Linked DNA regions of Mus musculus: region 2 is linked to region 1. Evidence: chromatin contacts called from public HiChIP or PLAC-seq data. All regions are on one chromosome and are shown on one strand. Each heading gives the region's core, a stretch centred on a gene start, on an enhancer-like site or on the middle of the called end of the contact. The rest is flanking DNA. Distances are from core to core; before and after follow the strand shown.

Region 1 (6,611 bases), core at 2,613-5,112:
GAGGGTTGCCTGGTGTCACAGTAAATGGCAGGCTAATCAGGGCTACATAATGAAAGCCTGTGTTTAAAACAAGAGAAAAGGGAAATGTGTTTTTGTCTGTCCCGGAGCCTTTGCAAAGATGCCATCAGGAGCCCCTTATGTTCATTCCTCCCAGCATCCTAAGCCAGAGCTCTTTTCCCCATCACCCGACCCTTCCTAGAGGATTGGCTCTCTGTGTCACTTCGTAGATGATGAAGCAGTCAGACATGCCGATGTAGATGGTGGCTCCCTTGAATGATGGCCTATTCGCTCGTACTTAGAGGTTACCTGCGTTCTCCTGCTTTCTGCTATGTTAAAGACAATCCTAGAAATGTTACCTCTCAACAGGAGACATTAGTCTTTGTGAATAAGTTTTATAAGAACTTTCTTACTATACACTAGAAGTCCTCTTAAGATTAAAAGAAGCAAATGCTCTTATAAGTGAAGGATAACTTCATTGACTCCCTGTGTCTTTATTTCCTTGAATTCTTAGTAGAGGGACTGATCTTTAGGCTCTGACCCAGTTAGTAATTCCAGCGGTGAGGGAAAGCCTAGTTTCTGATGTCTGGTCTGATTTCTGACAATGCCAGTAAGTCCCTTCACAAGAGAGGATCCCTCAGCCTTGGTTAAAGCTCAGATGGCCTCTGATGAGTTTCTGCTTCCCAACCCTCGCCCGCCTGCCCACCCACCCTCCTGCAAACCCTGTTTCCTTTGCCTCTTACCTCTTCCTGAAATTATGCCCACCACGATCTCCTGCCCTAGACCCTCTGCGGCCTTTCCAGCAGAGGCCCCTCCTTGAAGGAGTAGAAGGATGATAACCCAGAAAACAGTCTTTACAAAGCACAAAAATACATTTTACGATAGTCATTTACTAAGTTTTCATATGATCTGGGAAAAGTCAGAAGCTCAAAGGGAGTTGATGAAAAGCTGTACTCCTAAGCTTAGCAGTACCAGAACAGCCTTGGAGTCCTCTGCAAAGCAAACAGATCCCAGGGGGCTGGGAATTCACAAGAGCAGATAAGCATGGCTGCACAGCTTGGGGGTGGAGACAGGGAAAGGCTGAGGCCCTGGACAGGGACTTGGAAAGATTATGGCAACAGAGGTGGAAAGGCTAAATCCAGGTCTGCTGCATCCAAATAGCAACATTGACATCAAATACAGCCACAGTGTGCAATTTTAAGACCAGAAAAATGAGCCCGGATTTTTTAACTGCACAAAAGCCAAGTGAGCATTTTATGTTGTTACCCCAGTGACATCCTGAGTTAACAGTGGCCTTATCCCTTAGCTAAAGCCCCAGTGAGATGAGGTAATGTTTGCCCTTATTTACAGAGTCGTGGGAAGCTGTTTCAGAGCCTAGGAAAGAAGGATGAGACACTGAGTCACACTGACCCCTGCTAGATTGAGATCTAATCCCTACTTTGTTGTCTGCTCTGGGTAATTAGATGGCTTCACTCCTTCCTCCTCCTCCTCCTCCTCCTCCTCCTCCTCCTCCTCTTCTTCTTCTTCTTCTTCTTCTTCTTCTTCTTCTTCTTCTTCTTCTTCTTCTTCTTCCTCCTCCTCCTCTTCCTCCTCCTCCTCCTCTTCCTCCTCTTCCTCCTCCTCCTCCTCTTCCTCCTCTTCTGCTTCCTCCTCTTCACTTTTTAAAAGATCACAACTCTTAAGATTTTATTTGCAAAGCTTACTCTTGATAGTGCATTGGTCACTTAGAGGTAAATTGAGTCTTACTGCTAATACAGTGGAGACAGACAGTTTATCATAGAACTCAAGGAGGCCAGAAGACAGGCTAGCCTTTGTTTGGATAGCAGCACTCTATCATGGTACCCTCTGGCCGGCCAGTCAGCTCTCTGACTCCCTTATCTCAGTTTCCCTGAGCTGGGATGGAAGGCTGAGGCCGACCCAATTTTCCAGGCCCTGGTTCTTTGCCCTTGTCTGTGGCTGACTTGACTTCCATTCCCTCTGAGGGCATCACTCTGCAAAGTCTGCTTTCTCGAGACCTGTCACCTACTTGCTCCTTCCATCCTTTTGTAAGAACCAAAGGAAGCCTGTCTAGGTTGGTCCTTCTCAGGCATTCCTGTCTGGCCATGGCATCTGTTTGTTTATCCACGAAAAGGGACGCATGGTGGATGTGATGTCAGTCAGTGTCCAGGCCTCCTGGAGGACAGACTGGATAAACTGGGCAGGAACTGATTCTTTTCACTGCCTTTGGGGTTTAGATGCCAGGAAACATGAGATGCCCATGATATGTGTGCTATGAAAATATTTGCTCAAAGCAGGCCTGAAATCTCCAGGCTCTTGTTCTTGTGGGGTTTTACATACCTGTCCTTGCTTCCAGGTCTGACATTGACCTGCCTTGACCTGCCCTGTGTTTTTTTATTGTTGTTGCTTCCCTTAGAGTTCCTTCACTTTGCAGTGACTAACCCCCTCCCCCCCCCCAAAAAAAAACCTCAGACTTCCAGATAGACCAGTGTGTAAGAGGGCCCTTGGAGCCCCAAAGTGGGTCATTTCACTTCCCTCCCTTGCTTGCCCCTGTTCTCATGAGTGATTGGCATAGGTGGGCCCATTGATAGAGCTTAGTTGGCAGTACTGCCAGACCTGGAATCAGGAGATGGCCCCAGGGATGAAACAGAGTCGAGATCTGTGCTAGTATATCTATGGTGACTTGGCTTCAGCTCCTCACTGCTGGGTTGGTTACGGACTCTAGAAGAGTCCGTGTGTTCTTGGCTACTCCCTTCTGATCTGTAGAAAGAGAACACTCTTCTAAGAGCACAAACCAAAAAGGACATGAAAGCCTACCTCAAGAATGTACTGAAGTTTGTCCTAGGGAAGGAACTAGCCGGTGCCTTTCTACCGAACAGGAAGGTCAGGCCTGCAGCAGAGATGTCAGTGTCTCATCCAAATGCTAGACTGTCCTGGACACTAATTGTGATTGAGACTAATTGGTAGTCACTTGACTAATGGTACTTTGAGTTGGTGGCGGAGGACAAGAGGACTATGGGGCTGAGGGGTGGGGGAATGTGCATAGGACAGAATTGGCTGCCTGGGGCTGGGTGGGGCTCCTGGTGACTGGGATCAGATAGCTAGAAAAAACAGAGCAGTTACGTAACTGTGTTTACATGGGCTCAGGTGGCTGTGGCAACCATGGCAGTCCTTGACCCAAGGCCATGCTGGAGGGGTGCAGGCAGCCGACTACTAGGGAAGGAGGTCCCTCTTGAGCAGAAGGGTGTGCAGGAGACAGAGCATGGCATACTGACCAGGGCTGCACTATCTGGGACAATGTTACCTGGCTCTAATGTGCCACTGGAAGCTACTCAGGGTGAGGCAGGCAGGCAGCAGCCAGCTACAGCTAGGGGGAGGGGTCAGGAAACCAGACACCTGGCTCTCTAAGTCCAGTCTCTGAATTCTTGCTACATTTTTCTCCCTAATCTTCTTAAAAGAGGAAGAATTCTCCCTAAATCTGGGCAGAAAAGAGGGCAGGAGATTATTTAAGTTTCCTTGGACTTACCTGCCCTGCGGTCCTAGCGCCTCGTGCCTCCGTGTTTTGTAAAGCCATCCGAATACTTGTGAACACAGTGAGCTCCAACCTGAGAGGTGGCGAGCCAGCCCCGGCCTGACTGACAAAGCAGAGCTGCAGCAGTTCAGCCCTCCATTGCCACCCTCCCCGTTCCTCCCAACCTACATCCTCCAAGACTGTTTACTAGACTCCCCATCCCCATAGAGATGGGACTGGTAGCCAGTCCTCAGCTCCCTTGCCCACACTGTGCCTTCTCTTGTGAGAAACAGGAAGTTGGGACCTTCGGCAGCTCAGCGGCACCCTCTACATTAAATATTTATCTTGGAGTCCAGGTCAGAGCCTTAGAGCCTAAGAAGTTCACTGCTGGTGAAGGGGGATGGCCAGGATTCTTGGAGTGGGAAGATCTTCAGCTTCGTCTTTGAACAACAAAGAAGACAATGAAAGTGATGTAGCCCTTCTTAGTCCCAAGGACCCTAACAGGTGGGAAAACTTTAAAGAGGGACATGGGTAGTACTTTTAATCCCCTGGGGGAGGGGGAGGCTGCTTCCCTGGAATGGGTGGATAATCAAGTGGCAGAGAGGCTGTGTACAGCTGCCTGACCTCAAAGAGGGTCTCAGAGCTCCTCCACTCCTCCATCTCTCTCCCTTCAGCTTTCCTACCTCCGCCCCTCCCACAAACACCGTGTACTGTGTAATACCTACATCCGTTAAAAACACCTCACGTATGCGAATCAGAGCCCTGTTAGCAGGTTTACATCTCTGGAAGCCTATGAAACTGCTTCCTGAAGACTCCCCACTCATGGGAGCTCTGGCACGCTCATCTCTTGAGCTGTCCTTGACCTAAGTTTCCCGGGAGGTGGGGGTGGGTTTTGTTTGCGGGCACCACAAACAGTTCTTCCCCCACAACTGGGAAAATGTGAAGCTAATAAGAGGTGAGCGTGCTAGGGGCTGTGATGTCCTGGGAAACACTAACTCCAGGTGGCTCAGGCACCAATTAAAAGGCAGTAGGTGTCATTTACCATACTCAGCAGTGGACCAGAAACCGTTTTTTTTACCGGTTGATTTGTTGGGGACTTGGGTTCGCAGTGAATCCTAGGCTAGGAGTACTCCAGGGTTTCCATTGTCAGTAAACATTTGCCCTGGCACCTACCAGCAGAAGACTGGACGAGGAGGGGAGGAGGGAGGGCCAGAGAGAATGGGGAGCCAGTGGGCGGTGTCCTTCAGATCTGCGTCAGCAGTCAGCACTGTAGGAACAGCGGAAAAGCAGGATCAAAACAAATACGGTGAATGGGAACACCAAGACCCTCTTAACCTCATCCCCGCCCAAAGGGCCCCACCCTTATCCTCTTCAATGCTGTGGCACGTCCAGGGAGCCGGTCGATTCCCTCCCCCAAACTTTGCACGTGTGTGTGAGCATCCTCACGTTTGCCAGTACACGAGTGTTTGCAAACGCCTGGTCAGTGCGCTTAGGTCTAACAAGCATGAACTCTCTCTCCCCAAGCGGGTGTTGCCTTGTTCCTGGGCCACCGTGACTTATCTCGGTCCCAGCCTGTCTGCCTCCGGGCCTGTCTCCTGCCTCTCCAAGGCCGAGGGCTGCGTATCTAATTCCGGCCCCACCCGGGCTCTGGCACTCAGGGACCATTCGGTTAATCACTCCTGCCCTGTGTCCTGGCTCTTGTGGAGCAGCTCGCTTCCCACACCCTGGAAATGTCGCTGGAAACTCTGAGTGGCCCCCGCCAGCCCTCCCGCCCCTTTCTGACTCCAGCTTTGCGGTGGGGGCCGGGGAAGGCATCTGGGAAACCCAGCGGGCTCCCGGGGGACCCTCGGTGGCCCCTCCCGGCACCGCCTCCTGGACAGCCCGGCCCCTTGGGCAAGGGGCCACAGTGTTCCCGTGGCGCGTCGCCGGACAGAGGGCACTCGCGGGAGTGAGTGAGGGAGTAGCAGGCATCTCCACTTTACTCCAGCATAGCCCCGGCTCACAGTTCAAATCCAAGTCCCAAACTCCTCCTGCCGCATTCATCTCAGGGTCCTGCCTCCTAGCGCGCCCCCTCGGCCGCTCTCTTCCTTGTTGGGCGCCGAGCCTGGCCCAGCGTCCTGACCAGTCACGAGGGCCGTGACCACCCGCACTTTTCCCTGCCCTCTTTCCCCGAGGGCTCGCCGCGGCTGCTCCAGGCAGAAGCGGGCTGGGATGCTCCTGCCCTCCTGGGCAGCCCCAAGCCCCCCCACCTGCTCGCCGGGGGAAGGTAGGTTCAGCGATGCAAAGGGGCGGGAAGGAGGCAAGACATAGCCTGGCGTGGACCGGAGCGAAGGCGTAGAGTCCCTCCCTCCGTGTCCTGGTCTCTGAGGTTGTACAAACCAGAAAAGGTGAATTTGAAACCCCCTGACCCTGTTAGTGGGGAGCTATAGTTTGATAAGACCTGGAAAGGCAGAGAACGACGTCCCCACCATCAAGGCCTCACTCAGATGGGAAGGAGTCCACCAAACCTGGACGTTCTTCATTCTTCTAGGGGTCTGCTGGAATGCAGGGGCTGCCTGGATTCTGGGAACTCACCAGAGGTGTCCGTTTTATGCTAGACAGATACCAATTCCCCAGGAGACCTCTGTCTTCCTTAGGTTCTGCCAAATGTCTCCAGGCAGCCTGCTGGGAGAAAAACCAGGACCACCATGGGGGGCCCTATCCTAACCTCGAGTATTCCCAGGAGCTCAGTGGGAGGGGAGCCGATGGAGGTATCCTAGGGTCAGTAGCTCCTGAAACAAGGTGGTGATGGAGAACTGGTCCTTTTTCCCTAGAGAGGACACTTCTGGATTTGCTGGGAGGGTGGGACACAGTGACATTAGGGAAGGAAGGCCTGTCAGCTGATGGGTGCAACTGCTGATGCCGAAGGCAGTTTGGCCTCAAGCCCTCAGCCGGGCAGGGAGGGGTAGCACACAGCCGGTGTGCCCAGGCTTCCTGGGTCATCAGTCTGCCTGGCTTCACTTTCCCCTGGAGGAAGTCCGAGAGTCGGCAGGCAGCAGCGGTGAGGGCTGCGGGAACGGGTGGCGGGAACGGGTGTGTGTTTGTATGGTTAGCTTTTTGGTAAGAG
Region 2 (6,577 bases), core at 1,015-3,514, 190 kb before region 1:
GACTAGGCTGGTCCCCAGCTCAGTGAGATCCACCTGCCTATGCCTCCTGAGTGCTGGGATTAAAATGATGTACCACCCCCACCCTCGACCAGCCTCCAGATTCCTTTTTATATGATTTTAATGTTTTTGTCTTTCTTTTATCTATTTTATATGTCTTGTTTATTTACTTATATTTATATTTATTTGTTTGTTTATATATTTACTGTGTGTGTATAGCACACGCTGCGGTGCATGTGTGGTGGTCAGAAGGCATATGCAGGATCAGTTCTCTCCTTCCATCTTGTGGCCAGACAGTGATGGCTCATGCCTTTAATCCCAGCACTTGGGAGGCAGAGGCAGGTGGAGTTCTGAGTTCGAGGCCAGCCTGGTCTACAAAGTGATTTCCAGGACAGCCAGAGGGAAGGGGAGAGGGAAGGAGAGAGAAAGGGAAAGGAGAGGAGAGGGGAGGGAGAGAGGGGGAGAGGGAGAGGGAAAGAGGGAAAGAAAGAGGGAAAGGGAAAAGGGAAAGGGAAAGGAAAGGGAAAGGAAAGGGAAAGGAAAGGAAGCACCTTGTGGTATTTGGGGATCAGACTCAGTCAGACAAGTGCCTTTTCCTGCTGAGCATTTATTTTTGCCAGCCCTGTTTTAATTTTTTTAGCCTATTTTTCTGTGGTGCTAGAGATTGAGCCTAACCTATATTTTTCTTAGAGTTCTGGGTCTTTCCTTTTTTATTGTTTTAAAAAAAATTTGTGCTAGGCAGTGGTGACAAACTCCTTCGGTTGTAGCACTCAGGAGGCAGAGAATGAAGGTATGGGTCAATCCTCCAGGAAAAGAGCCAAGACCTGCTGAGGTGCTGGCTGAAGGTGAAGGAAATACAGAATGGGTAGTAGAGGAAGGTAGTTATAAATACCAATTAAGGCCACGTAACCAGTTGCAGAAACGAGGATTATAAAGTAATATGAATGCCCATTGTAAATTTACTAATGCGTTTGCGATTGTACGAGGGATAGTTATATCATGTTAGGCGTATTTACAACCTTGTTATTGTTTCATGTGAACATGAGATATTATTTGTGTCAAGTTGACAAGGGGTGGATTGTAGTGGCTATTCCTGGTTGTCAACTTGACAATATTTGGAATGAACTACAATCCGGAATTGGAAGGCTCACCAGTGACCCTTATCTGGAGGCTTGGAGATCCTTATCTGGATCTTGGTTTGAAGATCTTGAGCCATAGTGGCTATGGATTCCAGAAGATTGAATGGAGGATTTCTGAGTTTGAGGCCTGGTCTCCAGAGTTAAGTTCCAGGACAGCCAGGGCTACACAGAGAAACCCTGTCTTGAAAACAGTGTATTATATTCTATTTATTGTGAGTGTGTGGGGGTGGAAGGACAATGCACAGGAGTGGGCTCTCCTTCTATACATGGGTCCTGGGGGCAAAACCTTAGACCATCATGTCCTGAAGTACAAGAAACCTGAATTTAATTCTGAATCCTGCCTGGTGGTGTGTATAGACAGGCAGATTCCCACTGCTCACTGACCACCAGCCAGCAAGATAACCTGCCTCAAGAATAAGGTGGACAGCTATAGAGAAACCATCTGATATGAACCACTGACCTACACACACATACACACAAGCACATACATATGCAGCATGTATACACAAACATACTTGCATACATATTAACATACACAGATTTTTTTTTAATATTAGAAAATGATGCCAGTGATGCTAGCAGATAAATACACTTGCTGGCAAATCTGACAACTACGTTTTGGTCAGTCTTGAGCCACAGTGCAGAGACCATGTGGTGTGGCGGTGTGATGGCTGTTTTTGCATTGACCCTCCATTCACCAAGCAGCAAATCAGAGGCCAGCAAGAAAAGAAAAACAGAGAAAAGGAAATAAAAGAGAGAAAGAAAAAGGTGTGGGGATGTAATAGGTGCAGTGTGTGGCTGAGAAGTTGGAGTCAGCGGGACCATTGTTTCCTTGATGACTGTAGCAGGCCCCACGTCAGCAGCACTTTATTTCCTGTGTAGATTGAAGGTCGGCTTCTGCCAATGGAGAGGATCAACTTAAGGAACACTTCATTTGTCACATCGGAGGACCTGAACTGGGTTAAGGAAGTGACCAGAGATGCTTCCATTCTAACTGTGAGTGAACTCTGAAGTGCTCGAGAATGAGTGTTCCAGAGTGTGGAAATGGGTGATCTGGTGTCTCCTCTGAGAGGAAGAGTCATCCAGACTCCACCCTGAGTGACTTGCTCAGCCAGGCCTTGTAGCAGAGCAGTGCTAGAGGGAAGCCTTTTGACCACAGGCTGAAGGGAAAGAACTATGCTACCATGGTGATCCCTCTGCATCAGCCTATTTTTTTCTTCCCTCTTCCTCTTTTTTTTTTTTTTTTTTTTTTTTTTTTGGGTTTTCGAGACAGGGTTTCTCTGTGTAGCCCTGGCTGTCCTGGAACTCACTCTGTAAACCAGGCTGGCCTGGAACTCAAAAATCCACCTGCCTCTGCCTCCCAAGTGCTGGGATCAAAGGCGTGCGCCACCGCTGCCTGGTCTCTCTTCCTCTTTGCCCTTGGGAATTCCCAGGGTTATTTTTACCCATAGAAGACAGTCAAAACAGTGCTCCTCTAAAACAACTAGGTGTTAGTTATTTGCATCAAAGTATAAAATAGTAGACAGTTATTTCTGATTATTTCAACAACATTCTGAATGTTGGTTGTTGTGGCCATATGTAAAAAACATCAACTCTTAAAGATTTATTGAAATACAGCATAAACAAAAAAACATACTTGATTTTTACAAACTAAATAGACCTATATAACCAACACCAAGGGTTAAAAAGCAGAAATGTATAGATGCGCTCAACCCCTCACCATTTTTCCTGATTATTGCCACCCCCATTCTCTGGGAACAACTGTTCTGACAAGCATAGATTCTTTTTGACTGTTTTTGTACTGTGTGTGTATGAGCAAGTATGTTTATGTGTATATGTATATGTGTGTGTGTGTGTGTGTGTGTGTCAAAATTAGAGTGAATAGTCTTTTATGTCTGACTTCTTTCTTTAACCTTGTGTTCATGAATTTCCTTCATATTATTGGGTGTGTTGTAGATGAGTTTTCAATGTTGAATTCCATTATAAGACTGTCAGTATTTATAAGTCTATGAGAATTATAGAAATTATATAAGACAGAAGGACTCAAGCAGAAGAAGTATAAAAGTTATTTCTCCTTTATAGTAAAATCTCCCAAGTCTAAATATACCATGTTCTTGTTCCTAGATTCCCATGCATTTCTGGGCACTCTTTTATCCAAAGAGAGCAATGGACCAAGCCAGAGAACTGGTTAACATGTTGGAAAAGATTGCCGGGCCCATTGGCATGCGCATAAGCCCCCCAGCCTGGGTTGAGCTGAAGGATGACCGAATAGAGACCTATATCAGGACCATTCAGTCCTTACTGGGAGTTGAGGTAATAAAGTAACTTAATTGGAGTGAACTTACAAGATCTCTGAAAGTACTTCGATGCTCAATCTCAAATTATCTGGATTATCAGTCTATTAATGATGCCCAGGAGCCCGCGTCCTTCTCATCTTCCCATGAAACTGTATTCTTCACGCCCTTTGGCTATTTGCATTTCTCATTCTGTATTGGTTTATCCGTGTGTGCTCTTTAGCCTTTTCCTTATGAAATTGGCTGAAAGAACAGCTTACTTAGTTAATTATCTGTAGAACATGTTGTGCTCAGGAACCAACTACTTGAGCCAAGTGCTGTCTTTCTGGATGCAGTTCTGAGTTGTAGTAGAATGGTCTGGCCCACGATATACATTGCCACGGTGATGAACTTGGCCATAGACACATTAGCTAATCCTGATAACTGATCAGAACACTGGATGTGAGTACTCCCATTTGAGCTTCCAGACTTTGCCTTCTTACTTCTTTGTAAATAAAAATATTTACAAAACTTACAAAAAAAGTTTACATTTACAAGTAATGTGTGTGAGTGTCTTGCCTGCATGCATGTCAGTCCAGTGTGTGTGCTTGGCACCTGAGGATGCCAAAGCAGGGTTCAGAATACCTGGTACAGGAGTTACAGACTTCTGTGAGCTCCTGTGTGGGCTTTAGGACTTGTACCCAGGTCCTCTGCAAGAGTGGCAAGAACAGCATGTGCTCCTAACCACTGAGCATCTATCTCTCCAGCCCTTGTAACAGAGGAGGAAGTCAAAGAGGGGATGGAGGCAGAAGAAAAGTCTTTGGAAATAAATTAGCTTTGAGCCCAAGAGTCTGGTGAATGGAATTGTCCTGGGAGAAGATCAGTCCTGGAGTTGGAGTCTCTTAGCATTGTGGTATTCTCTGTTTGACATCCCCCTCTTGGAAGGTCCTCTTTTGACATTGGCTAAGAGTATTGGGAGATAGAGACGCCTGGGAGATAAAGATGTTGCTGGCAGTGTCTGTTCTCCCTAAACAGAAAGTGAGGAATAGCTACTGTGGACCTGGCCCTGTTCCTTCTCTGTTTGACTCTGCACACTTCCATGTAGACACACTTCTTCAGCTGACGTTCTGTGGTCTGACACATTGCTTACTTCACTGAAGAGCACAGGAAAGCCACTGGGGGAAGTTAGAGAGGCAGCCATAGGACCCTTGCATACTTCTAAGTCTGGCCCTTTTCTAGAATCTTGAGACTCCTTGTAAACAAACATTAGTAGTCATGTCAGCTCTAGGTGTGAGTAATGTATCACTTGTTTGTGAACAGCAGCCCCAAGCCAAATAATAGTTCAGATTCAAAGAATGATTCTGGTTGGAATGTCCACCATTTGTCTTTCAGTTCCTGTCTACCTTATCTGTGTCCTAAGAAAGTCCCCAGAGTGATCAGATCCTGGAAGTATATTCTTGTCTCCTCTAGGGGAAGATACAAATGGTCGTTTGCATCATCATGGGCACACGTGATGATCTCTATGGAGCCATCAAGAAGCTGTGCTGCGTGCAGTCCCCAGTGCCCTCACAGGTGCGTGGAAATGGAGCCCATGGCCTTGAGCCCCAGGTAGAGTCTCAGTGAGTCTCCAGCTCAGTGTCTCTGAAGCTCTGGAAGCTGAAATAGCCATTTTAGGCTGGCGTTGGTGGAGCTTTACACCGAAGGTTCTGATTAAAAGGAGCCAGCCGCAGCAGGTAGCTCTTGTTCTTCTGCTCCTCCCAATCCCTGCTGCTTCCTCGTGACTGAGGCTGGACTTGGAGGCTTTACTCTGAGAAGGGAAAATATTTTTCATAGGGAACTTTAAAAATGTCAGTTTGAATAATATAATTTTGAAAGTTCTTGTATGTACATGTACCTATTATGTGCATATATACCTAGTGATGCTAGAGTTAGAATTATTAATAACAGACATGCTATATTGTATGTTCATGTGCCTATTATGTGCATATATGCCTGATGATGCTAGAATTATTAATAAAAGACATGCTAATTTCAAGCTTCTTAATATAGTACACTCAGTCCTCACTATTAGTGCTAGCCTCAAACTCACTATGTACACAAAGATGACCTTAAATTCCTATTCCTCCTGCCTTTACCCACCTCCTCCACATACAAAAGTCCTGGCGTTACAAGTCTGCCACCATGGCTGGCCTATCTGTGGATTCTTCATCAGCTGATTCACCAAACATAGTTTAAAACCCTTCTGAAAGAAAATTATACCTCTACTGAGCTCATCAAACTCAGAAGGGAAATGCTTGTGCTTATTCCCTAAACAATGCAGGATAGCAACTGTTTACATACATAGTGATTACATTCCGTCCTACAAATAATGGGGATCTGGGTATTACAGGACGGTATGGGCAGCTGTCCACAGATACTGCGCCACTGAGTGGGAAGGAGTTGAGCATCCTCTGATTTTGGTTTCCTTGTTGGAAGGGACAGAGGAAAGGCATGGAGCCAAGAGATGTTGATACTTTAGAAGTATTAACATTTCCTAAAAGGGTGATGATGTTCTGGTCCTGTCACGACAGGTCATCAATGTCCGAACCATTGGTCAGCCCACCAGGCTTCGGAGCGTGGCTCAGAAAATTTTACTTCAGATGAACTGTAAACTGGGTGGTGAGCTCTGGGGAGTGGATATTCCGCTGGTGAGTGATAGAGAGATGTGTCTGTTCAGTGCCAGGCTCTTCCCAGCCTGCTCTGCTGTCACTGTGTTGCTCTCAGAGTTGCATGCTGTTGCATGCTACATGCTGCATGCTGCTAGACAGACCATGAGCTAAGCATGCACTTTACATTTGAGATGGTGAAAAAAGTAAGGTCAAGGGCTGGAGAGATGGCTCAGTGGTTAAGAGCACCGACTGCTCTTCCGAAGGCCCTGAGTTCAAATCCCAGCAACCACATGGTGGCTCACAACCATCTGTAATGATAGTGAATCTCTTCTGGGGTGTCTGAAGACAGCTATGGTGTACTTACATATAACAATAAATAAATCTTTAAAAAAAAAAAAAAAAAAGTAAGGTCAACATCTCCTGACCTATGACGACTATCTGAAATTCAGTTTTCAGTAGTTACGTATACTTTCTTTGGAACGCACAGCATTGGATGCATCTGCCTTCCATTGTAGTCAAA

Evidence for each region. HiChIP or PLAC-seq counts read pairs in DNA pulled down with a chosen protein or histone mark.
Region 2: a contact with region 1 is called in an H3K4me3 HiChIP or PLAC-seq map of bone marrow-derived macrophages, with 5 times the contacts expected there. The contact joins the enhancer-like site here to the promoter of Sorbs3 in region 1. A contact is called at or near these places in 24 of 39 promoter capture datasets (the 3T3-L1 cell line, 3T3-L1-derived adipocytes, the C10 cell line and 16 more), 21 of 484 Hi-C or Micro-C datasets (B cells, CD4 T cells, the CH12 cell line and 17 more), 11 of 115 datasets of contacts at active chromatin or transcription factors (the HPC-7 cell line, acute myeloid leukemia, bone marrow-derived macrophages and 8 more) and 6 of 9 other capture datasets (adipose tissue, bone marrow-derived macrophages, embryonic stem cells and 3 more).

The regions. Positions count from the first base shown.
Region 1 is chr14:70,204,922-70,211,532 of GRCm38.p6, reverse strand. Sorbs3 (sorbin and SH3 domain containing 3) reads left to right here and starts at 3,862. Exons shown (of 21, transcript NM_011366.3): 1 at 3,862-4,009. The coding sequence starts at 3,906. Gm26908 (a long non-coding RNA gene) reads right to left here. Exons shown (of 5, transcript XR_874791.3): 2 at 4,679-6,169; 3 at 3,521-3,945; 4 at 2,611-2,754.
Region 2 is chr14:70,390,883-70,397,459 of GRCm38.p6, reverse strand. It overlaps Piwil2 (piwi-like RNA-mediated gene silencing 2), which reads left to right. Exons shown (of 23, transcript NM_021308.2): 15 at 2,019-2,132; 16 at 3,261-3,449; 17 at 4,880-4,981; 18 at 5,980-6,096. Among named protein-coding and RNA genes, the nearest start is that of Gm24890, 34 kb to the left of the region's middle. Within about 2 kb of position 2,264, at least 82 of the 459 cell types and tissues checked have an H3K27ac peak or open chromatin away from gene starts, as enhancers often do. A contact at or near this core is called in the CH12 cell line, Th1 cells, acute myeloid leukemia and 7 more, where this site is marked.